3 separate regions of the Sus scrofa genome follow, and all the other regions are linked to region 3. The links are chromatin contacts, called in public Hi-C and HiChIP or PLAC-seq maps. All regions are on one chromosome and are shown on one strand. Each heading gives the region's core, a stretch centred on a gene start, on an enhancer-like site or on the middle of the called end of the contact. The rest is flanking DNA. Distances are from core to core; before and after follow the strand shown. Region 1 overlaps WWOX (WW domain-containing oxidoreductase). Region 2 overlaps WWOX (WW domain-containing oxidoreductase). Region 3 overlaps MAF (transcription factor Maf).

The links. Hi-C and Micro-C count contacts between places; a contact is called where the count stands out from the background. HiChIP or PLAC-seq counts read pairs in DNA pulled down with a chosen protein or histone mark.
Region 1: a contact with region 3 is called in an H3K27ac HiChIP or PLAC-seq map of skeletal muscle, with 4 times the contacts expected there. The contact joins two enhancer-like sites. A contact is called at or near these places in 1 of 47 Hi-C or Micro-C datasets (skeletal muscle) and 1 of 2 datasets of contacts at active chromatin or transcription factors (skeletal muscle).
Region 2: a contact with region 3 is called in a Hi-C map of skeletal muscle, with 16 times the contacts expected there. The contact joins two enhancer-like sites. A contact is called at or near these places in 1 of 47 Hi-C or Micro-C datasets (skeletal muscle) and 1 of 2 datasets of contacts at active chromatin or transcription factors (skeletal muscle).

The regions. Positions count from the first base shown.
Region 1 is chr6:9,323,770-9,327,485 of Sscrofa11.1, reverse strand. The region is part of intron 8 of WWOX (WW domain-containing oxidoreductase); the gene reads left to right. Among named protein-coding and RNA genes, the nearest start is that of WWOX, 550 kb to the left of the region's middle. Within about 2 kb of position 2,140, at least 11 of the 83 cell types and tissues checked have an H3K27ac peak or open chromatin away from gene starts, as enhancers often do. A contact at or near this core is called in skeletal muscle, where this site is marked.
Region 2 is chr6:9,453,950-9,457,364 of Sscrofa11.1, reverse strand. All of the region lies in intron 8 of WWOX (WW domain-containing oxidoreductase), which reads left to right. Among named protein-coding and RNA genes, the nearest start is that of WWOX, 420 kb to the left of the region's middle. Within about 2 kb of position 1,759, at least 3 of the 83 cell types and tissues checked have an H3K27ac peak or open chromatin away from gene starts, as enhancers often do. A contact at or near this core is called in skeletal muscle, where this site is marked.
Region 3 is chr6:8,534,389-8,537,790 of Sscrofa11.1, reverse strand. All of the region lies in intron 2 of MAF (transcription factor Maf), which reads right to left. Among named protein-coding and RNA genes, the nearest start is that of MAF, 67 kb to the right of the region's middle. Within about 2 kb of position 1,675, at least 2 of the 83 cell types and tissues checked have an H3K27ac peak or open chromatin away from gene starts, as enhancers often do. A contact at or near this core is called in skeletal muscle, where this site is marked.

The DNA of each region.
Region 1 (3,716 bases), core at 891-3,390, 790 kb before region 3:
CCTCCGAGGGGGAGATGCTGCCCCGCAGTCTGAACAGCTTCCTGGCTACGCAGCCTGGCAGGTCAGCCCCGATTCCTGTCCGCTGCCAGGACGTGGAGAAGGCTGGCAGAGGGGAGCCACCCACTGCGTGTGAGGTGACAGACATGGGTTGAGAGGGGAATGATGGCCCTCTTGGTCCCTCTGAGGCCAGCAGTCCCATTCTCTCCTAGAGAAGAAGTGCTTTCCACCATTCATCTCTCCTTTCAGTAGCAGGTTCTTCCCGCCATCATGCCCAGCACTACACACAGGGGTTACGAGGTGACTGAGACTCAGCCACCCTCAAGAAGCATCGTTTAGAGAAGAAATTAGGATAGTAGTAGATTTTTTAAGGCAGTGTGATGGGACTTGGGGTGCAAGAAAGCAGTGTGCCCTATCAGAACACTGTGCAGGGGTATTCGGCACAGCTGAGAAGGTGCTACTTCAGCTGGGTTTGGAGGGCTGAGTAGGAGTTTGTTAGAGGAGGAAGGAAACAGAACTTATAAAGCTCCTAGGCTCAAAATGGCAGGGTGTGTCTGAGAAGCTGCACATGCTTTGGGGTTTTTATTTACTTGCTTGAGTAGCTGCAGGTGCCCTGTGTGCAGAGGTGACAAGAAGGACCAGGTTGGGGTACACTGCATTTCCCATAGCTGAATGCAAAGTGGAAAACAGGAATTCCTAAAGAGATAAAAAGTAAAATGGGCTTCTTGACCCAAAAACCTATGTGGTGCCTTGACTAAAGTCATCCATTGAGCAGAGAACAAAACTCACATTTTTCCCAAAGCTTTAACAGCCCCCGCCTTCCACCTCATGCTCACAGCCTGCCCTGATCCGATCCACCCCAGCCCCAGCCTCCCTGGCGCCTTGCCTGCCCCTGCCCCCCTGGCACATAACCGTTTGTTCCAAGGGGGCCAACAATGCTTGCCATTTGGAATTTCTTGAGGAAGAAACTAAGGGCCTGAGAGGACAAAGAACTTACCTTAGGAGATGGAGCCAGGTCAGGGTGGAGTCTGGACTTGAACCTGCGTCTCTTTGTCAAAGCCAAAGTCCTTTCCCCCAGGCTCTTTCCTGGAAGAAGTCAGCCTTCATGGCACTCGATCAGTTCCTGTTAGTGATTGATGGATCGCAGTCAGATTTTTTAGCCAGCTTTGGCTGAGCTGGCCATCCTCCCTCCCCCAGTCCCTCCGCCACCCCCTTCCAAAGCCTGAGTTTCCAGGGCTTCTCGCCACGGGTACTTGGCTTTGAAAAAAACGAGCTTATTTTTCCTGCTTGTGTATCCTGGCCTTTCTCCCCCTGCTCACGCACAGCTGAGCCAGGTGCTGAAAGGTGCCATCTGGGGGGACCTCTTTTTAATGGTCCTGTTTGGGGGTCCCTCCCCAGAGAGGGGCTTGCGGGAATCTTCTCCCAGAGCCTCTTTTTCTTGGATCCGCTTGGAGATGTAACATTTCAAAGCCCTGCTTGGCTGGAGGACTTTTTATTGTAAACATAAAACCGTCATTGAAACAGTAAACGTTTTACAGCTGTTTTTCAGCACATAAATTTTCATGGACACCCACCCCCTCACTGCCACACCCTCCCCATCTATTTCTCCTCCTCTCTCTCTCTCTTTGGCTCTCTTTTTAACCCTTTCATGTAGTTCCAAGGCCAGAGCAGAGGCTGGGTAGAGGGGCTGGATCGCAGGTAAAATATACCAGGCGATGCCCGGTCGTGCCGTTCACGAAAGACGTTGTACTTGAACCCAGCGAGGCATGTGCAGCTTCCAGGTCCCTGCCAGGGGATGCAAACAGTTCCTGTTGCCTCCCTGAGCCACCGTGAGGCTGAGCCCAGTGCCAAGGCTGAGGAGGCTCCCAGGCAGGCCCAGATCGTGTTTCTTCTCTCAAGCAGAACCCAGGAGGGCTGTTTCTGAGAAGGGTGGAAGTTTCCAGAAGGCCAGTGCTGAGATGGCACGGACCAGCCTGTGATTTGTCCAAGGGCATCCCTTCCTTCTGATCGGACAGCCCATGGGCCATTTGGCGACTCTTCAAAGTGGGGTCCAGCGGAACGCTGACTTGTTTTGGTTAAAAACGGGGCCGAGTCCAGCTGGTGCTGAGAGTTGTGGGGAAAGGGATGGTGCTCACAGTGGTGACAGTCACAACTCTGCCAGGCTCTGGCCCGCTCACCGTGTTTGCTGTGCGCCGTGGGTACCTCGGGCTCTGTGGCTCTGCCTCCCACTCTCCGAACATAGAGATTCCCAGGAAACTCTCGTAAACTCCGACGGCGAAAATGCGGAAGCAGGTACCTCAGGACACCTCTTGCTAAAGGCTGCACAGGACAAGCTCACAGACACAGTCCAAGGCTGCCGCGCTTGGCGCTGCGATGCTGAGTGTGGTTCCGGGGAAGGAGCCTGGACGGTGCGGCACCTGCTGCCTCCACTGGCTCTCTGCCAGACAGACCCTGAGCGTCGCGTGTGCGCTTCGCGTTTGTGTTCCATATCCTCTTGGGATTTCTCTCAGCTAGAGGACACAGGTACTAATACAGGTCTTCTGGAAGGTGGCATAAGACTTTGAAAAAGCAGGAGATTCCCATATCTGACCACCACCCTGGCCAGGGCGTCGTGATGGGTGGGACGAACCTCCTTGCTCCAGGAGCAGGTCATGTGACTTTGTTTCGCCCGTGGAATCTGTGCTACCACGCTGCGAGCGGAGTCTCGAAATGGGCTGCATGACTGGGTTTTTGCCCCTTGCACTTTTCTCATGTCCGGTGCCTCTGCAGCTGGAGCCTCCGAATGAGAAAGGTAAGGAAGACCTGAACCTGACTTTCCACTGGGGACCAAGTTCAGCCAAGCCCAGCTCATGCTGGGCAACCCTCCCCACCAGCCCAGAGCCCAGCATAGGAGAGAAAGAAACGTGGTCTTGTGAACTCCTGAGGTTTCAGGGTTGCTTGTTACTCAGCAGTATTGTATCAGCTGTGCCCTTACACCCCAGTGGCTCGGCGCTCTACTTAAGATAAAAATCTACGCTCTGTACCCGGCTCGCTTGTCCTGCAGGCCTGGAGTCCTGCCCACCTTGCAGATTTTATTTCACACCATGCCCAGTCTTGCCCTGTCCCCTCCAGCCAGTCCAGTCTTCTTTCCGTTCCTCAAACGCACACAGCCTGCACCTGCCTCAAGGCCTTTGCACACCTTGCTCCTCTTGATGATGCTGTCTCATCTTTCTGACTCAGTTCAAAGATCACGTCCTCAGAGGCCGACCCTGACCCCTCTATCTAAATAAAAGCAATATAATCACTGTCATTTCACTATTGACAAAGCGCTCCCATTCTACGCGAGACTATGTCGTCAGCATCTCGTTAGAGCCCCGTGACACAGGTACTCTCATTAGCCTCCCCGTGTACACACGAGGTGTTGCACCTCAGAGAGGCTTAAGCAAGATGAGTAAGTGGGGGCGTTGGTTCACCCCCGTCCCTCCCAGCCCACGCTGGTTCTTTCCTGCCGAGCACTTAGAGCGCTCTATGGATGCGTTCGTTCCTCCTTCACTGGCCGTCTCTTCCTCCCTAGAGCATCAGCTCACGAGTGTTGCCCAGCTTAAGGGGAGGTGCTGTGGGCGCAGCTGGGCAGAGGCTAGTCAACATCCCGGAGCTCAGTCCTAGCCCCGTGACCCTTCTCTCAGCCCGGTTTCCCCACTGTCACTGGAGGGGCTCATCCTTGGTCTCTTGTGTCCTTC
Region 2 (3,415 bases), core at 510-3,009, 920 kb before region 3:
CACTGGCCTCCTTAGTGGAAGATGACACGCCCCTCTAGCATCTTCGAAGGAATTTAGAATCACAGTGAATCCAAGAAGGAGTTTGTGGTTTGGTCGTGTTTGCTTTTTCTAAAGCAGAATCCCAGGTCATAAAAGAGAATAGGGATTGTAGGCTTTATGGAAAGGTGTACTTGGCAGCCAGTCCTTGAGAGGACACCTGGAAATACCAGGGTCCCATGCTCATCTTCCCAAGCTGCAGGTGACTCAGTGATAACAGAATGACAGTGCAGGTGCCTGTGGTGTCGGAGCCTCAGGCAGGGGTGGTCCTGCTCCCACGGTGGTGGTAATCCCCAGGTTTCTGAGTTAAGTGCTTTTGACATGCAGAGTCAGGAGTCAAGGGCGAATCTGCCTTTTAAATGCTCTTTCTGCAGAGAGTCCACTGCAGATGTAATTGAGCCTCTCAGGTGAGGAGCTTTATTAGAGCAAAGCTGGTTAGTGTTGCATTCCTTTCGGGGGGCGTATCGGAGGCCCCTTCAGTAACTGCTGTGCTGCGACATTGCGCAGGTACCCAGCCCCCGGCAGCTGAAGAGAAGAACACCCTTGCGGGAATGTCATCCGAGCGGCCCGGTGCCCGGTGGCCTGAAGCAGGTCATCCCTTCCCTTCAGAAGCACAGGTTCCCGTTAGAGTTACTTAGGTGTCAATGCAGGGACTTTGTACCAGGCTGCCCGGTCCCCGAGGCCCTGGCCTGTGTCTGTCTCGGTCCTTTCTGCTTCCCCACCGGTAACACGAGGCCTGGCACCCTCACCAGCCTCACCTTCATCGGAGCATCACCGTAGCTGGTATTTCTGGCTACACACAGCGTGTCAGGCGCTGGCGGGGGCGGCGGGGGGGGGTTGTGGCTAAGTCCCAACCCTGGAGTCAAGCGGCAGAAGCACGTGGGCCCAGAGAAAGAGGAAGGACTGGCGTCCAAACCCTTGAAGCCACGGTCCCAGGATCCTGATGTCCAGCCTCTGGATTTTCCAGCTGCTCACGTTGAGCACTTGCGCCTCAATTCAACGGAATTGGTGATCCCCACTCGCCGAGTTGGCGGCACAAGCATTAAACATGAGGATAAGCCCCAGACAGGTGAGCGGAGGGGCTGGTTTGCTAGACCTCGTAGAGTCTGGGAGCCAGGCTGAGAGCTGAGTGAACAAGAAGCTAGACACTTGAAAAGGGGCAGAGTCTGAATCCACTAACGCGAAGGTCAAAAGCAAGCAGCTGAGACGCTTCACGGGAGAGGAATCAGAAAAGCGGTCCCCTCTGAGGGCACCGATCTTGATGGGGCGGGAGGGGACCCTCTGCCAGGCTGGAGGGGCTCCCTGCGCTGAAGGGCGATGCGATGACATGGCTGGGGCGCCCTTTATCGAGGTACCCCCAGTGCGAGTCAGCGATACTGCAGGAGAACTCATCAGAGAGAACTCGCTGGCCTTTGAGAGTTTTCCTCCCGCCAAAGCGCGGAGTTGGTTTCCCCAGCAAGCCAGGTGCCCGGGCAGGGGCTGCAGGTGGAGAAAGGCTGAGATGACCGCTGGCCCGCTTCACGATTCTGCTGGGGCTGGTTCATAGGCAGTGTAGGGATCCATCACTCAAACCCTGAACCTAAAAAGAAATTCCTCAGCCGTGTCCGTGAGAACTAAATATAGCATCAAATTTATAAGGTCGTGGTTCTGACCAGCCCCGGGCTATTTCTGACCACAGGAACAGCTTAAGTGGCGTGGCCCATAAAAAGTTCTCTGCAAGCTCAGGCCAAATGGTGATCTATTTAGGGCCAAGAGGAGACCAGGCCTTGGCAGCAGCCCCACCCCCGAGGTAGGATCCCGAGCTGAATGGAGGCCATTGCTGCCAGGCGAGAACCTTCTGTCTCTTTGGAGACCAGCCTCTTAGTTATAGGGCTTACTCATCAGCCCCTGCCTGACTCTCCAAACTTGGAAACACCCGTGGCAACCCCCGCACAGGTCTTTTGCTGGCAAAGGGGGCCTGGTATGAGGTCAGACCGGCCCTGGCCTCCCAGGACACCCCTGTTTTCCCTGTTCTTTTTTTTTTTTTTTTTAAGAGCTGCACCTGTAGCATATGCAAGTGCCCAGGCTAGGGGTCAAATCAGAGCTGCATCTGACGGCCACAGCCACAGCAATGCCGGATCCGAGCCGTGTCTGTGACCTACCCCAAAGCTCACGGCAGCCAACCCACTGAGCGAGGCCAGGGATCAACCCACATCCTCACAGACACTAGTGGAGTTAAAAACACACTGAGCCACGATGGGAGCTTCCCCCATTCTTTCCTCCTCTTGGCCAAGCACGGTGGGCTCCCCAGGACTCCTTGACATAAGTGGCTGTAGAGTCACCTGACACGGCAGTCTTTCTTCCTGTGTAGCCCAGCCCTGGCTCCCTCCCTGAGGCCTGGCTCCCCTGCCCTCCCCCTGGACCCTTCAGATGGGCAGATTTCCGGTGCCCATGCACCTTGGGCACATTCCACGGGTTCTGTGCTGTGGTTCACCGTCTGGCATTTCTGTCGTCTTCTGTGTTCCTGTCCTGGCTGCACCTGTCAAGGTCGGAGGTTTGGTCCAGGCCCACCTATGAGTAGTTGCTCTGGGCAGCCTGAGCCAGAATAGGACTCTCTGAGCCCCACTTCCCTGATGTGTTGAGTGGACAGGTGAGACCAGGTTTCTTCCCTTAATTTTTTCGTAGTCAAATAATATCGTGAAAAAGAATTACTTATATTGCCTTCCCCCCTGGTTCCTGTTAATATTTAGTCTCCTGGTCCTAGTTCCTGACACACAGCTTCTGAGACTTTTGTAAGCTCCTTAGTGACAGGCATGTCTGACAGGAAGCGCCTAACCCCTGGAATGTTCTGGGCGATAGAAGCATCTTTGGTCCTAGTGAGGCACCTGCTGGTGAGCTCCTGGTCACCCGGAAGTCCAAGTCATGATAAGAAGCTTGGACATTTCAGCCTCGCCTTCCACTTTCTGGAGAAGTGGGAGGGGCCGGACGTTGAATTAATAATCCATGTGGCCCACATGGTGAGGCCTCCCTAAAAATGCCTGCGTCATAGGGTTCAGAGAAATCCCTGCACCAAAGGTTGGTGAAGACATTGGTGAGCTGGGAGGGTGACACCCGTCACTGCCCAGGGACAGAGAGGCTCCTGTGCTGAGAATCCTTCTAGACCTGATGCTGTGTGTCTCTTTGATCAGACCTTTCATTTGCACCCATTACAATAGCCTTTGTAATCAATGGCAAGAGTGAGGAATCTGGCTGCCCTGGTTACATGAACCACTCTAGCAGGTGACAGCACCCGAGAGGAGGTCCTGGGAACCTCGACTTGGATCTGAGACAGAAGTCTAGGGGGGCCAGGGGGCCCAGCCTTTGAGATGGCCGTGTGAAGTGGGGCAGCCCCGTAGGACTG
Region 3 (3,402 bases), core at 426-2,925:
TTAGTCAAATAATGAAAATACTAAATAGCAAAAGAAATTAATGACTAACTGTGGCTTACGGTCGCCTTTCAGGGCTGGTTATGGCTCTCCTCTGGCATCATGACAACCTTGGAGATAGAAAGATGGTGGAAGAAATGGCAAGTGGTTACCTTGAGCCAATTCCCTGTGGCCAGAAAGGATGCAAGACCCAGTCGAGGGCTCTGTCTGTTAAGGAGATGGCACTAGGGTGTGGAAAGGCCCATTGGAGGAGAAACTAGGAGGTCCATCCAAGACTTGCCCAGCTGGGAGTTTGCTATAAGACTCTGGGTAAAGTCGCAACTCCCCAAGATCCATTTTCCTAGAATTTCTGCTGTACCCAGTGTTTGGAGGAGCAACAGAGTTAAAGCAGACACTCTGAACACACCAGATGAAAGATAGTTACCATCATGAACCATTTTCAATCTAGGGCTACAGAGCTGTTAGAATCATGTATTGCTTTGCCTGAGCATTTGGGGTAAGGCAAGTCTCTCCAGCTGCAAAAATTAAATTAAAGGACAGCAGTGGAGTTGGGGGAAAACAGCTCCCATGTGCTGCTTCTCTTGTCCCTAAAAGGGTTGTGGGAGTCGTTTCTTAAACCAGGAAACCTTGAGGTCCCCTTACAGACAAGAAAAGCACCAGGGATCTAGGGTGTGTGCTGTCCTCTTCTGTTTTCTAAGGGCTGCGTGCCCTGGGGTGGGAGAGGGGTTGGGTAGCCTGGAGCCCATACAGATGCCCCTAAGGAAGGTTCCCCAGGGTACACCAGGTCAAACGCAGGACGCCCAGTTTGATGTGAATTTCAGATAAACAGTGAACAATTACTAGGATAAGTCTCGATATCACATTGAGCCCACTTATCCTAAAAATGTACTTGTCATTTATCTGAAATTCACATGGAACTGGGCGCCTTGTGATTTCAGTTGCTAAATCTGGCCAGCATCCCCGAGCAGCACAGAGGGAGCCTTTCTGGGCTACTCGGGTACCTTCTCCAGCGCTAGCCGGCTCCGATTACCTGCATGGAGTGTGGAGTAGAAACAGGCCAACGGCCGTTTGAGGGGAAGGGAGGGGGCCTTGGACGTGCGGCTGTGTCACCGCCATGCTCCAGCGTGTCGCCTGTGGCAGCGCCAGCCTGAGCCACAGGGAGACGAGTCTTTGGGGCAAATGAGAGTTGCACCTTGAGAGGCAGCTTGCATCAGAGCTGCACCGAATGAAGGAAAGTAACACAAAAGCAAACATGCAGGCAGACAGAAGCTGGTGCATTTCTGGTGCCTTTCCCTGCAGCCTGAAGCACTAAATCCAACAGATTTTCAGCTGCTCAGTAGTTAAAGTGAGTGTATTCGGCTCTGAAGAGAAGCCACAGATAATCTGGCCTCTACAAGCTCAGGCAGGATTTAACTCACGAGAAACAGTGGAAATAGAGTTTCCTCATCAGATCATTTGGACGAGTCTCTTCTCTGGCTCTTTTAGGCTTTTAATAAAAGTTGAATTGTAACTGCCTAAGAGTTGGGGCCACCCTCTCCTCTCCTGAAAGAGGCCTCTGCTGGGTGTTAAAACAGAGAATGTGGGAGTTCCCGTTGTGGCACAATGGGGTTGGGAGCATCTTGGGAGCGCCGAGCTACCGGTCAGATCCCTGGCCTGGCACAGTGGATTAAGGATCGGGTGTAGCCGCAGCTGTAGCTTAGGTCACAGCTAGGGCTGGGATCTGATCCCTGGCCTAGGAACTCCACAGGCTTCGGGGCAGCCAAAAGAAAAAATAGAGAAGGTGCATACTGACCTCCTGCGTGTGTGTGTGTGTGGGGGGTGTGTGTGTGTGTGTGTGTGTGTGTGGTGTGTGTGTGTGTGTGTGTGTGTGTGTGTTTTAACCAGGGCAAGAAGATGGGCAAAAATAACACAAAAGCATCACTTAGAACCTCGGATATCTCTGAAGAAGCACATGGTCCAGTCTTGCTGCCCCAAGTGGCCAACACAGCCATGTGGTCGGTACCAGCTTTGCAGAGTTAAAATAAAGAAAGCAAATATCTAAATATCCAGTATCATCACTGGGAGCTGGCCTCTGGGTCTCTGCCGACATCTAAACTGCTTCACATAACCTCCTGGCCTCTAAAAATAGATATTCTGTGGTACATATAATTTTTATAAGATGACTAACACAGGAATGCCCTTTGGGATAACTTAGTGTCTTAGTTTCTTTCTTTTCTCTCTATATTTATCTTCTCGTCACTGGTCTCTTTGTGTAAAAGTTAAACTGGAGACATGGACCAAGAACATGCGCCAAGAAATTATTTATCTATTCCTCAAAGGGTCATCTTTTTTATCAACAGAAGAGAAGCCGATACTTTTAAAGGGGGGTAACGTGCTGGCCTTGGACCTATGTTTTATTTCTGTGTCTAAAAATCACTTTTTCATGTGAGGGGCCCATCGAATGTGGTTTCCGGCTCTCTCACAGATTCTCTGTTTTCTACACAGCTGAATCAAAAACGAAAGGTCAAGGGATGGGCTCAAAAAAAAAGAAAAAAAACTCCGCATATTAGAACTTGCTGCTTGAAATCCCTGTAATTAGGAATCTGGTCTTCTGGTGAATGACCAGCCCTAAACGCTTCAGCTGAATCAGACGTGCCCTCTCTGATGCGAGAAATAGACCCAGGAGAAGTGTGGGAAGAGCGCAGGCCATCTGCTCAGACCGCTCCAGTGCCCGTGGAGCGCAGAACCTGATCTTGCGTCCGCAGCTGAAGCTTCCAGAAACGGAGCAAGAAGGAAAAGGGACGGTGATCCGCTCCCCACGGGCTGTGACCTGTCCTTCCACGTGGGCCTGCAGCTCCGGCAACCTCGGGGCGGCCTCCTGGGTGATTAACTCTGCTCATGGGGACGTGGAGAAATGAATTTTCAAATCCCAGAGTGTCCTCCCTTCAGACAGAGCCTTCTCCCGCCTTCCCTGCCACCCACACAATGCCTGCTAAACCGGGTGCACTAGGTCAGGCCAGGCCACGGCCCCCGTCCACCTCCCCGGAGGAGAACGCAGGAAGAGAGGGGACATAAGACAGGGGAGGGATGGGCCAGGCGTGGGAAACGCAGGCACCCTGCTCTCCACACCCTCGGCTCACCTGGGGTCCTCGCTGCCACCCTCCTTATACCCTACTCTTAGGTGCGCTCTCGGCCTCGAGATCCATTTTAAATGACAACCCTTGGAGGAAAGAGACCAGAATCAACTTGGGGAGGTGACCGGTTCAAAGACGGCTCTTGAAGTCCAACTGGACGACAGACAGAAAAGCTCTTATTCCTAAGCTTTGAAAGTGTATGTCATGTATGTCTTCCAATGAACACTGCATCCGAGGGGGATTTATTATTGTTATTTTTCTTTGAGTTAAAAGAAAAAGTTAAGTGCCGTGC